Linked DNA regions of Sus scrofa: region 2 is linked to region 1. A link is a contact called in public Hi-C data. All regions are on one chromosome and are shown on one strand. The core of a region is the stretch at or near the end of the contact, and the rest is flanking DNA. Distances in the headings are between cores, read along the strand shown. Region 1 holds the start of PIK3CB (phosphatidylinositol 4,5-bisphosphate 3-kinase catalytic subunit beta isoform). Region 2 has its middle 33 kb from the start of FOXL2.

Evidence for each region. Hi-C and Micro-C count contacts between places; a contact is called where the count stands out from the background.
Region 2: a contact with region 1 is called in a Hi-C map of liver, with 9 times the contacts expected there. The contact joins the enhancer-like site here to the promoter of PIK3CB in region 1. A contact is called at or near these places in 2 of 5 promoter capture datasets (fetal liver and liver), 18 of 47 Hi-C or Micro-C datasets (alveolar macrophages, blood, brain and 9 more) and 2 of 2 datasets of contacts at active chromatin or transcription factors (alveolar macrophages and skeletal muscle).

The regions. Positions count from the first base shown.
Region 1 is chr13:79,609,581-79,615,493 of Sscrofa11.1, reverse strand. PIK3CB (phosphatidylinositol 4,5-bisphosphate 3-kinase catalytic subunit beta isoform) reads left to right here and starts at 4,654. Exons shown (of 25, transcript XM_021069526.1): 1 at 4,654-4,943.
Region 2 is chr13:79,674,301-79,679,931 of Sscrofa11.1, reverse strand. No RefSeq gene overlaps it. Among named protein-coding and RNA genes, the nearest start is that of FOXL2, 33 kb to the left of the region's middle. Within about 2 kb of position 4,216, at least 43 of the 83 cell types and tissues checked have an H3K27ac peak or open chromatin away from gene starts, as enhancers often do. A contact at or near this core is called in alveolar macrophages, brain, fetal liver and 5 more, where this site is marked.

The DNA.
Region 1 (5,913 bases), core at 3,405-5,904:
GCCAATAGCATGTCCTGTGGGCAGGACAGGATGGTTGAGGCTTTTTCTTTGATATGTGAGACTAGCATCCAGGCCTCTTCCTTCAGAATTTGGTGATAAGTAACTTGTTTCAGGGCTTTGTGCAAGTCTTTTCAGTTTTGAGAGCTTGGAATTCTCCCTGGGAAGATGAATGGGTGGTACAATGTAATTTCTAAGTCTCCAAACTCTTATTTTAGCTCTCAAATATTCTGCTGGTGGGAGCATAAAGAAAGGGTATACTCTCAGAGAGGGTAATTTGGCAACATCCTTTTCAATGACAAATAACTATACCTGTTGCAATAATTCAACTTCTAGGAATTTATTCTCTAGTTATACTTGCAAATGCACAAGATGATATAAATTCAAAGTGGTTCATTGTAGCATTGTTTGTATATCAAAAGATTGGAAATAGTCTAAAAATATCTGCCAATAAGGGACAGATAATTGTAGTATATCCTTACAATGGAACATTATACAACCAGAAGATAGGATGCAGATACAATGAAATAACTGTATCACAATGAGAATGAACAAAATACAGTTACATACAATATTGTATGAATATCAAAACAATGTACAGGAAATGTAGAGCAAAAGAAGCCAAACTCAAAAAAGTACACACTGTATGAATCTATTTAATTAAAGTTCAAAAACAGGAAAAATGGATCTCTAATGGTAGACGTTGGGATAGTGATTATCTCTGGGGGTAGGGCAGTGACTGAAAGGGGTCACAGGTGGTTTCTGAGATATTTGTCATGTTCTCTGTTGATTTGGGAACTGGTTACACAGGTGTGTTCTTTGTGAAAATGTATGATGTGGGCAGTTTTTTGAATGTATTCTATATAGCAGTAAAAGTATAAAAGAATAAAAGTACAGAATTCCCATTGTGGTTCAGCAGGTTAAGAACCTGACATAGTGTCCATAAGTACTCAAGTTCGATTCAATGGGTTAAGGATCTGGTGTTGCTACAAGCTGTGGCATAGGCTGCAGATGTGGTTCAGATCCCTGGGAACTTCCATTTGCCGCAGGTGCAGGCCCCCCACCAAAAGAAAGGATATAGTGGTAAAAATGGGATTTCCCCACTGTGGCTCAGCAGGTTACTAACCTGACATAATGTCCATGAGGATGCAGGTTCAATATCTGGCCTTGCTCAGTGGGTTAAGTATTCTGAGTTGCCACAAGCTGCCAAGTGGGTCACAGATGTGGCTTAGATCCATTGTTGCTGTGGCTGTAGCTGTGGTGTAGACCAGCAGCTGCAGCTCCTATTCACCCCCTAACCACAGGCGTTGCCTTAAAAAATAAATAAATAAAAATAAAAAATTAGGAGTTCCCATTGTGGCTCAGTGGAAACAAAATATGACTAGTACCCATGAGTAAACAGGGTCAATCCCTGGCCTCACTCAATGAGTTAAGAATTTGGTGTTGCCATGAGCTGTGTATAGGTTGCAGATGCAGCTTGGATCTGGTGGCGTAGAGCTATGGAGTAGGGCTGTGGCGTAGGCTGGCAGCTACAGCTCCAATTCCACCCCTGGTCTGGGAACCTCCATATGCTATGGGTGGTGCAACCCTAAAAAGACCAAAAAAAAAAAAAAAAAAAAATTAAAGCATACATAAACTCTATAAGCACTAATATATAAAATAACCTGATAGATACTATGCGAAAAAAGGAAGCATGCTGCCATACGTGTTAAAAATGGGGAAATATACCTATACTTGCTCATATATACAGACAATACTTCTGGAAGAATGCTCATAAAAACTGGACACCTTTGATTGTCTGAGACTTTTATTGCATGTTGGGTTGTGCATTTTGGATTCCAGATCATGTGAATTTATTACTAATACAATGAAAAGGAAGCACTTACAAATTCTAAAAATAAAAATAAAAATTTTGTGAACCTAGAAATACTCAGAAGTAAGAAGAAGGAAAATAGGGGGAAAACATAAAAAAAACAACCAACCAACCAAAGGATTATATATATTGAACATTTAAGTCAGAACCCAATAGTAGCAGAGTGGGGGCAATGGAGAACATTTGAATCTTCTAAAATTGGACAAATAGAACATTTTCCTGTGTTCACAACTTTAGTCATGATTTAAAAACTAGTCACAACTGCTTTTTTTCCTTTAAAGCTGTATTTACTAAAGGCATAAGATAATACATACACTGGTTTTAACAGTAAGATATCAAAAAATTTATAAAGAAAAATACAACTCCCTCCCACCTAACACCTCCGCCTTTTGCCCTCTGAGCTATCCAGTGTAATCAGTCTAGTGTAAATTCTTCCACCCCTTTCACTATGCCCACATGAATATATATATCTGAATGGTCAGCAACATACCAACAAGATCATATCACTATTAATTATTCTGTAATTTGCATTTTCCACTTAGCATTATATCATGAACATCCCTCTGGGTCAACACAAACAGGTTTAATTCATTTTTATTATTGTATAACATTGTGTAGTATGGAGGCAGTACAGTTGATTCTTGGATTCCATTACCTATGGACAATCCAGTTGTTCCCAGTTTGTTGTTTGTGTTTGTTTTGCACTACAAATAATACAGTATGAATCTATGTTAGTTTCCTGGGGGAGCTTTAACAATTGCCACAAACTGGGTGGCTTAAAACAACAGAAATTTCTGCTCTCCCATTTCTGGAGTTCCAAAATCTGAAATCAAAGCATTGGCAAGCTCTGAGACTCTGTGTCTCTCTCCTAGTTTCTGGTAGCTGCTAGCAATCTTTGGCATTCTTTGGCTTGTTGATACCTCACTCCCAACTCTGCCTCATTCTTCACATTACCTTTATCTCTATGTCTCTATTTCAAATCTTTCTCTGCCTTTCTCTTAAAAGGATGCTGGTCATTGGATTTAGGGCCCACCCCAAATCTGGGATGATCTCATTTCAAGGTCCTTAACTAACTACATCTGTAAAGATGCTTTTTCCAAATAAGGCTATGTTCATCTATCTTTTGGAAGGCTACCATCCAACCACTACAGCATCCTTGTATATATCCTTACAAATAGTATTTTCTTTAGTTTTTCCGTAGGGCAGAGTTAATGTATTTTTGGTCAATGTGTAGGAATTTTAAACTTTAATACTATTCCCAGATTATACCTAGAAAGTTTGTAGCAATTTACAGTCCCATCAGAGATGTACCAGGGCTTGTTTCCCTATGTATCATTGATTGGTCCTGCTAATGTTTGCCAATCTAATGAGTGAAAAATGGATTAGTGTTTTAATTTGCTTTTCCATGACTATTAGTGAAATAAGTGTTTTTTAATGAACGATTTGGATTTTCTCTTCCATCCATTATCTGCTTGTATACTTTGCCCATTTTTAAAAAACACTGGGCTATTTGGCTTTTTTAAAAGTCCATTTATAGAGACTCCTTTATGTTAAAGATACAGTGTGTCTGTCATATGTTTTGTGCAGTTTTATTCTTTTTTTTTTTTTTTTTTTTTTTTTGTCTTGTTAGCGTGTGATATCATGTAAAATATTTAGGTAGAATTTTTTTTTTCCTCTTTGATGATTCTGGGCTTTCTGTCTTGCTTTAAGTTTCCCCTCACTAATATTATATTACCACTCTTTAAAAATTTTACTTGAAGTCTTTGTCTTGTCTATTTTTATGTCTTTAACTCTTCTGGAACATATTTTTGAATATGGTATCATTCTATATTTGAATTATTACGAATAACCAATTACAGCAGGATCATTGATCATATAAACTATTCTTTTGTCACCAACTTTTTTGCTACCTTTGCTTTATATTAGGTGCACTTGAGATTCCATCCCAGACTATTAAACTAATTTGCCTGAGCTATTACAGTAGCAGTAAGTTACAACAATTTTACCATAAGTTAAAATTCTTATTTTACCGTATTTTATTTTTTTAGGTTTTTATTTTTTCTGTCATATGTGATTTACATTGTTCTGTCAATTTCTGCTGTACAGCAAAAATTTTTGTTTTCAATAATGAAATTCAAGTGTGCCAACAAAAGAGGACTGTGAAACTTCCCCGGTTGAGGTCAAAGATAACAGGAGATAAGATATGCGAACAAGGCTCGGGTAAACTGTAAGACTGCATCCAAATGTTGTTATCGCAAAAATGAACACACAGAAAAATAATCTTGGGCTTGGAAGTCTGGATTTTTGCTTTTATGACCAGTGCAGGGATTGAAGGTCCAGTTGTGGGGCATCCCACCTAACGACCCCACCCACAGAACAGAAGTGACGAAAAGGAGGAGGGAAAAGCAAAGTACAGTGCCCAAGAACCGAAAGAACGGTCCAGTCGCAGAACTGGGGAAAGTGACTGGGAAGAGAAGGCCAGCAAGGAAATCTAGGAAGAGAAGGGTCTCTCGGAGGCGGCTACGAAGGCCCAGGGCAGGTGGTAGCTCTCTCTTTAAAGGCAACTTGCTGGGGATTCCCGATCCCGAGTCCTCCGGGAGCCGCAAGCAGGAGCGGAACTGCTGCACAGCAGCGCCGATGCTGGGAGGTAGCTGGAGAGGGCTGAGCGGCGGTTCCGCCCATCTACCCGCTCTACTGGCCCGGCCCGGCACGACCTAGCCCGGCCCAGCCCGGCCCGCAGATCGGGGATTGGCCAGAGCGGCGCGCGGGGCGGGGCGGGGGCTGCCGGTAGGCGGGCCTGGGAGGCGGGCCTGGGAGGCGGGCGCGGGCGCGCGGGCGCGGGCGCAGCACGGCGGCGGCGCGCGCGTGCTCCGTGAATCGGTGGTTCAGCGGCGGCGAAGGCGGCGGAGCGGGCCATGGCAGTGGGCGGCGGGCTAGTGTAGCGCTGCGCGAGTCAGGCGGGCGGGGACTGAGACGGGGATGGGGGTGCTGCAGCTGGACGGTCGCGGTGGCCTGGGCTGCTGACCGCGCACCCGGAGCCGGGAACCGGCGGCGGCGGCGGAGCCCCGGGCAGGTGAGTGCGACGACGCGGGACCCGGATGCGGCGGGGCTGAGGGGCGGCGCGGTCGAGGCGGGCCGCCGAGGTGCCCCCGCGCGGCCCGGCGGCGCGCTCTTGCCCGCCGCAGCCTGCGGCGCCCGTGACTCTGGTGCCAGCGCCGCGCTTCCTGTCCGCGCGGAGGACACCGGCCCTCCAGCCCGCTGGGGCGCCTCGCTCGCCTGCGGCCCTCCCGGGGTTCTCCGAGGTGCGGCGCTTCCCGGCCTCCGGGCGGCATAGACGCGGCCGGGTGTCCCGGGCTGCCGGCACTTTGGGTCCGGTTTCTGAGGGACTTCTCGGGGAGAGGCGGCGTCCTCGCCCCCTGCGTCCGTGCGGACACCCGCGAGCTCCCGACCCTCAGGTGCCTTTTTGCGTTGAGTGTATTTTAGGGGCGGGCATCCTGGAATGCTGGGGGTATAGTCGTATTTTCAAATCCCAGCGCCGCCACTGACCAGCCCTGGGGCCTTGGACTAAAGTATCCGGGTTTGTATATGGGAATAATTATGCGTACTTCACAGGGTTGTTGTGAAGCTAGGACAGGATGATGTGCATGACCAAACAGCAAGTGCTTGGTCAGTGGTAGGCTGTTAGGAGAAACTCTGCTGCAGCATCTTCCTTGGTTGGCTATTGCTGATTCCTGGCTGCGGGTGCGGGTGTACCTTTGGGGGCACATTTATTTCCGACGTGCCTTGATGTTGCAGTAACCTCCACTGAAGTTACTTTAATTGGAGCCTGTTATCTTAGAGCTAAAACAGAATCCTACAGTCTCATCCTGGAGTCTCTTTTCTTGCTAAGGCTGCCTTGGAATACCTGTCTCAGGTACTGAGTGGAAATTACTGTTGAAATAAAACCCAACGATTTTAGGATTCGCTTCGATGAAAGATGGTGGGTCACATTCAACTTGAAGTACTTTGTTTAAATAATCTTAAGTGACACTTAAGCTCTGTCA
Region 2 (5,631 bases), core at 2,967-5,466, 65 kb before region 1:
AATAAATAAATAAAAATTGAAAAACAAAGATACACCCTACTATATATAAAATAGATAACAACAAGCACCTCCTATAAGCACAGGAAAATATATTCAATGTCTTGTAATAACCTGTAATGGAAAATAATCTGAAAAAGCATACATATGTATATGCATATACATATATATAATTGAGTCACTTTGCTGTACAGCTGAAACATTGTAAATCAACTATACTTCAATAAAAAAGAAAGCAAAAAATAATACGAAAACCACGAGAAAACAATGCTCAGACTCCATCCTCGGAAATTCTGATTCCGTTGGTCTGAGGTGGAGCCCTATGCATCGGTTTTTTTGTTTTTACCATTGTTTGTTTTTTGCTTTTTTAGGACCCCACCTGCAGCATATGGAAGTTCCCAGGCTAGGGGTCAAATTGGACCTACAGCTGCTGGCCTACACCGCAGCCATAGCAACACAGGATCCGAGCCGAGTCTGCGACCTACACCACAGCTCATAGCAACACCAGATCCCGACCCACTGAGCAAGGCCAGAGATTGAACCCGCATCCTCATGGATACTAGTTGGATTTGTTTTCACTGCGCCACAATAGGAACTCCCTGAGCATCAGTATTTCAACCTCCCCCAATTGATTCTAATGTGCAGTGAGGCTGAGAACCCCTGTTCTAGAAGGTGGGGCAGCGAAAGGCATGAGTTCCTCTCTTTTGTGGAGGGTAGGTTGCCCAGTAGAAAATACACAACCTAAAAGGAAATCAAGTAGCTATAAAATAGCCTTGGGAAAAGGTAGCAAATATATTTCCTCTCTCAGCATGAAATTAGCCATTTCCCCTTTCATTTGAAGTAGCTTACAGTGAGTACTTCCTTAATTATTTAATTGGAAATACAAAAGAGTGAAATTGAGTATAATTCATTCAGGCAATAAGCATTCGGTCAGCACCTGCTGAGTGCTGGGCACTGTGCCGGGCAGCCAGCAGCCAGATCTAACGCAGTTCCTGTCTTTAGCCAGCAAGCCATTGAGTGAGGCAGTCAGAACCACGGAACAATGTGTGAAGTGCAATGTCAGACACCTGTCCCGTAGGTCCCAGAGTCCAAAGATGGAGACCTGCCACAGACTTGGCAGGTGAAACACTGGATTTGATACAGTGGAGTCTGTGTTTTCAGAGGCTTACATCCTGAATGGATGTCTGCTATTGGTCCACAAGACCTCAGATGCGCAGGCAGCCAGCCTCCTATAAAGGGACTCGTCCAGGGATCCCAGATGCCCAAAGAGGCCCATTATGCTCTGTTCTGTTCTTTGGTAAAACAAGAATAACTTCATTTTTTGAGTATTCTCAAAACTTTCGGTGTTAAAATATCCCTTCTTTTCTAAACTGATCATAGAATTTGGTTTTACTAATATCCTGATGTGCCAAAGCAACAACAGATAGGTCTATGTTGTTTCTCCAATAACTACCCCCATAATTCACAAGTTTCCAAAACCTGGGAACCACCACACTAGACAATGACCCAGGGTCTCATATGAGAAGGAATCTCTGGAAAACTTGGCTTCTGCACCAGATTTGCCCTACCCTGTCCACCCACAGGCTCCTGGATAAACCACAAGACATACATGAGCAGCCCTTTAAAAGAGGACACCGAGGTTTTGGAGCATTATGTGAGCAGAATTGTGGGGGGTTTTTTTGTTTGTTTTTTTACTATGAGCAGAATTGTTGAACTGGGTATTTGCAGGTATTTATTAGGAAAAAATAAATATAATGTTGTACTATGTGAGGTAGAAATGAGTATAACTTTTCTACTACTGGAACTGGCCTTCTGGTATAGACACCCCTAACTCAGAGTGGGAGAGTGGACCACAAACTTGACCTCTGCCTCTCCATAACTAGGACACTGGCCCATCATGGATGTGGCCCTTTGTGAGCAGCTCAGATCGGCTGAAATGTAGGCTCACCCATGGTGTGAGTGGCTACTTATATACCAAGGTATACCTACCTCGATAAAATAAAATTGTCTTAGCCTATGGAATGGGAGAAAACAGTTGCAAATGATACAACTGACAAGGGCTTAATCTCCAAAATACACAAAAAACTCCCACAACTCAACAACAAAACAACAAACAACCCAATCAAAAAATGGGCAGAAGACCTAAATAGATATTTCTCCAAAGAAGACATATGTTTGGCTAGTAGGCACATGAAAAAAAATGCTCAACATCACTAATTATTAGAGAAATGCAAATCAAAACTATAATGAGGTACCACTTCACCCTAGTCATAATGGCCATCACTAAAAAATTTACAAATAACAAATGCTGGAGAGGGTGTGGAAAAAAGGGAACACTTCTACACTCTTAGTGGGAATGTGAATTGGTGCAACCACTATGGAAAACAATATGGAGGTACCTTAGAAAACTAAATATAGAACTGCCTGGAGTTCCCGTCGTGGCGCAGTGGTTAACGAATCCGACTAGGAACCATGAGGTTGCGAGTTCGGTCCCTGCCCTTGCTCAGTGGGTTAAAGATCCGGCGTTGCCGTGAGCTGTGGTGTAGGTTGCAGACGCGGCTCGGATCCTGCGTTGCTGTGGCTCTGGCGTAGGCCGGTGGCTACAGCTCCGATTAGACCCCTAGCCTGGGAACCTCCATATGCCGCGGAAGCGGCCCAAAGAAATAGCAAAAAAGACAAAAAAAAAAAAAAAAAAAAAAAAAGAACTGCCATATGACCCAGCAATCCCACTTTTGGGTATATATCTGCTCAAAACTTTCAGTGAAAAAGATTTGTGCATCCCTATGTTCACAATAGCCAAGACATGGAAACAACCTAAATGTCCATCAACCGATGAATGGATTAAGAAGATGTGGCACAGGGAGTTCTCTGATGGCCTAGCAGGTTGAGGCTCCTGAGTTCTCACCACTGTGGCTCTGGTTGCTGCTGTGCAGCATAGGTTCAGTGCTTGGCCCAGGAATTCCCACGTACTGCCTGTGTGGCAAAAAAGAAAAAAAAAAAATACAAAAAAAAAAAGACACCCCAAAACACAAGAGAGAATCTGAAATAAACGTTGCAACTCTCATTAAAAGAGAAGATGTGGTACATATACACAATGGAATAATACTCAGCCATAAAAAAGAACAAAATAATACCATTTGCAGCAACATGGATGCAACTAGAGATTCACACAAGTAAGTCAGAAAGACAAATACCTTATGATATCACTTATATGTGGAATCTAAAATACGGCACAAATGAACCTATCTACCAATCAGAAACAGACTCACAGACATGGAGAACAGACTCATGGTTGCCAAGGAGAAGGGGGGGAGGGAGTAGGATGAACAGGGAGTTTGGGGTTAGTAGATGCAAACTATTACATTTAGAATGGATAAGCAATGAGGTCCTACTGTACAGCACAGGGAATTATATCCACTCTCTTGGGATTGACCATGATGGAAGATAACACAGAAAAGGAATGTATCCAAATGTGTATGACTGGGTCATTTGCTGTATAGCCAAAATTGGCACAACACTGTAAATCGATACTTTAATAAAAACAAATGAATTCATTTTTTAAAAAACAAAACAAAAACAAATAAAATTGTCTTTGAGAGAGCAAGAATCTGACAAGGACAGAGTTCCCTTGTGGTGCAGTGGATTAAGGATCAAGCACTGAAGCGGCTTGGGTCACTGCTGTGGCACTGGTTGGATCCCTGGCTGGGGAACTTCTTCATGCCCTGGGTACGGCCAAAAAACCAAAAACTGACAAGAACAACAACAACAGCAAAACTGTAATCATGTTATGCAAAAAGAGAACAATGAGAAAATTTGGGAACTGCCCCTTGCCTCTCCCCTGACTGCACCCCAGACTCCTCCAGCTGCCTCCAGTGTGGTTTCCAGCCCTAGAGGTGGATGGGTGAGCCCTACCAACAGCAGGAAGGGAAGGCTGACCCTAGGTTAACAGTCCTACCAAGAACTAGGAAAGAGAACAAGCAAACCTGCACTTCCAGGGAATACACACCTATGTTCCAGTGAAGGGGAGGACTTCTAACAGAAACCGTGAGGTATTTTCTCCGTGTTTTTTTTTTAAAAACAATAACTATGCATTCCCTTTATAATCATACATGCCTTGTCAAAACTAGAATAAAAAGAACAGTATAGATAAGTGGCGGGGATAGAGTACAGAGGAGGGAGCCCTCCCACTTGGAGCCCTCACACCATCCGTGAAGGCAGGAAACGAAACTTGAGTGCCAACATCAACAGGAACCATCCTGTTTTTGTCATTCCTCAGCAATTCAAACCCCGTCCCACCTTAATGTGCCTATTTCCAACGATCCAGGGCCCCAACCACTAAGTGAAATGGACCCGGGTATTCTAGGTTAAGGGCAGGGCCTGGAGGAGACACCCACACCAGGTTCCCTTGGGCCAAGCAGGCCCTAAAGGCGCGCTTGGGTTGCGGGGTGAGGGCCGCGGCCACCAGGTGGCGCCCTGATATCTGCTCGGGCGGCAGGCGGCTCTTTCCTACCAAAAGGGAGCGGGACAGGGGGTCCATCACATCGTGCCCGAGGGGACGCGCTTGGGGAGCGGGACAGGGGGTCCACCACATCGTGCCCGAGGGGACGCGCTTAGTGCCCGCGGACCGTGGAAGCTCGATCCCAAACCCAGGACAGGGTCGAGGGACGTCAAGTCCCACCGAGGACTGGAGGGCCACCGCCTCTGCCTTCTGACCTCGCAGCCCCTCGCCTTCCGGGAAGGCGAAGGAAGATGAGACCGGAGCTGGGACGAGGTAAAGCCAGGCTGTCCCCAAATAAGGGGACCTGGCACTTGAAAAAAGCAAATCTTGCGGATGACGCCATGGAAGAAGGCACCAGAATCTCGACCTTCCTCCCCCTTCCCCGCCGGCCCCGCCCCGAGCTTCGCCCTTCCCTAGCCCTCCTTCCTCTTCCCGTCCCGGGCAAAAGCAGAAGTGTCTGCAAGTCCGGAGGAAACGAGCCCGGGAGCTCCTGTGGTTTCCAGCGCGCTGGCAGGAGGGAGGCCCCTCTGCAGCCCCGCGCGGCGCCGACTCTGGCTGAGGGTGGCCGCCAGAGGGCGCTGTGGTGCGGAAGGGCCGCGCCCCTGAGATCAGTCGCTGTCCATTTTGGGTGCCAAGTGACCTTGAGCCCAGCGGCAGAGAGTCTCTCTTGGCCCCTAGATCCTGGTAGGATTCCTGTCGAGCCCTGAGGGCAGGCCCTCTGTCCCACTGGCTGCTGCACCTCCTACTCCTGGAACAGAAAAGAATAAGCACCATATTCACCAAGCATTGGTGAATGCTCCCGGGCTCTTGTGAGGTTTATGTTTTGTTGTTGGGGGGGAGGGGGGAACTGGAAGATTGACAGTAAAAAGTAGTAAATAGGAGTTCCTGCTCCGGTGCAGTGGGTTAAAAACCCAACAGCAGCGGCTTGGGTCACCGTAGAGGTGCAGTTTGGATCCCCAGCCCATCGCAGTGGGTTAAAGGATCCAGCGTTGATGCAGCTGTAAGCCTAGGTCTCAGCTGTGGCTTGCATTCAGTTCCTGACCTGGGTACTTCCACAAGCTGTGGGTGCGGCCATTAAAAAAAAAAAAAAAAAAAAAGTAGTAAATAGATGTCAGAAGGAGAGAGATGCTATGGAA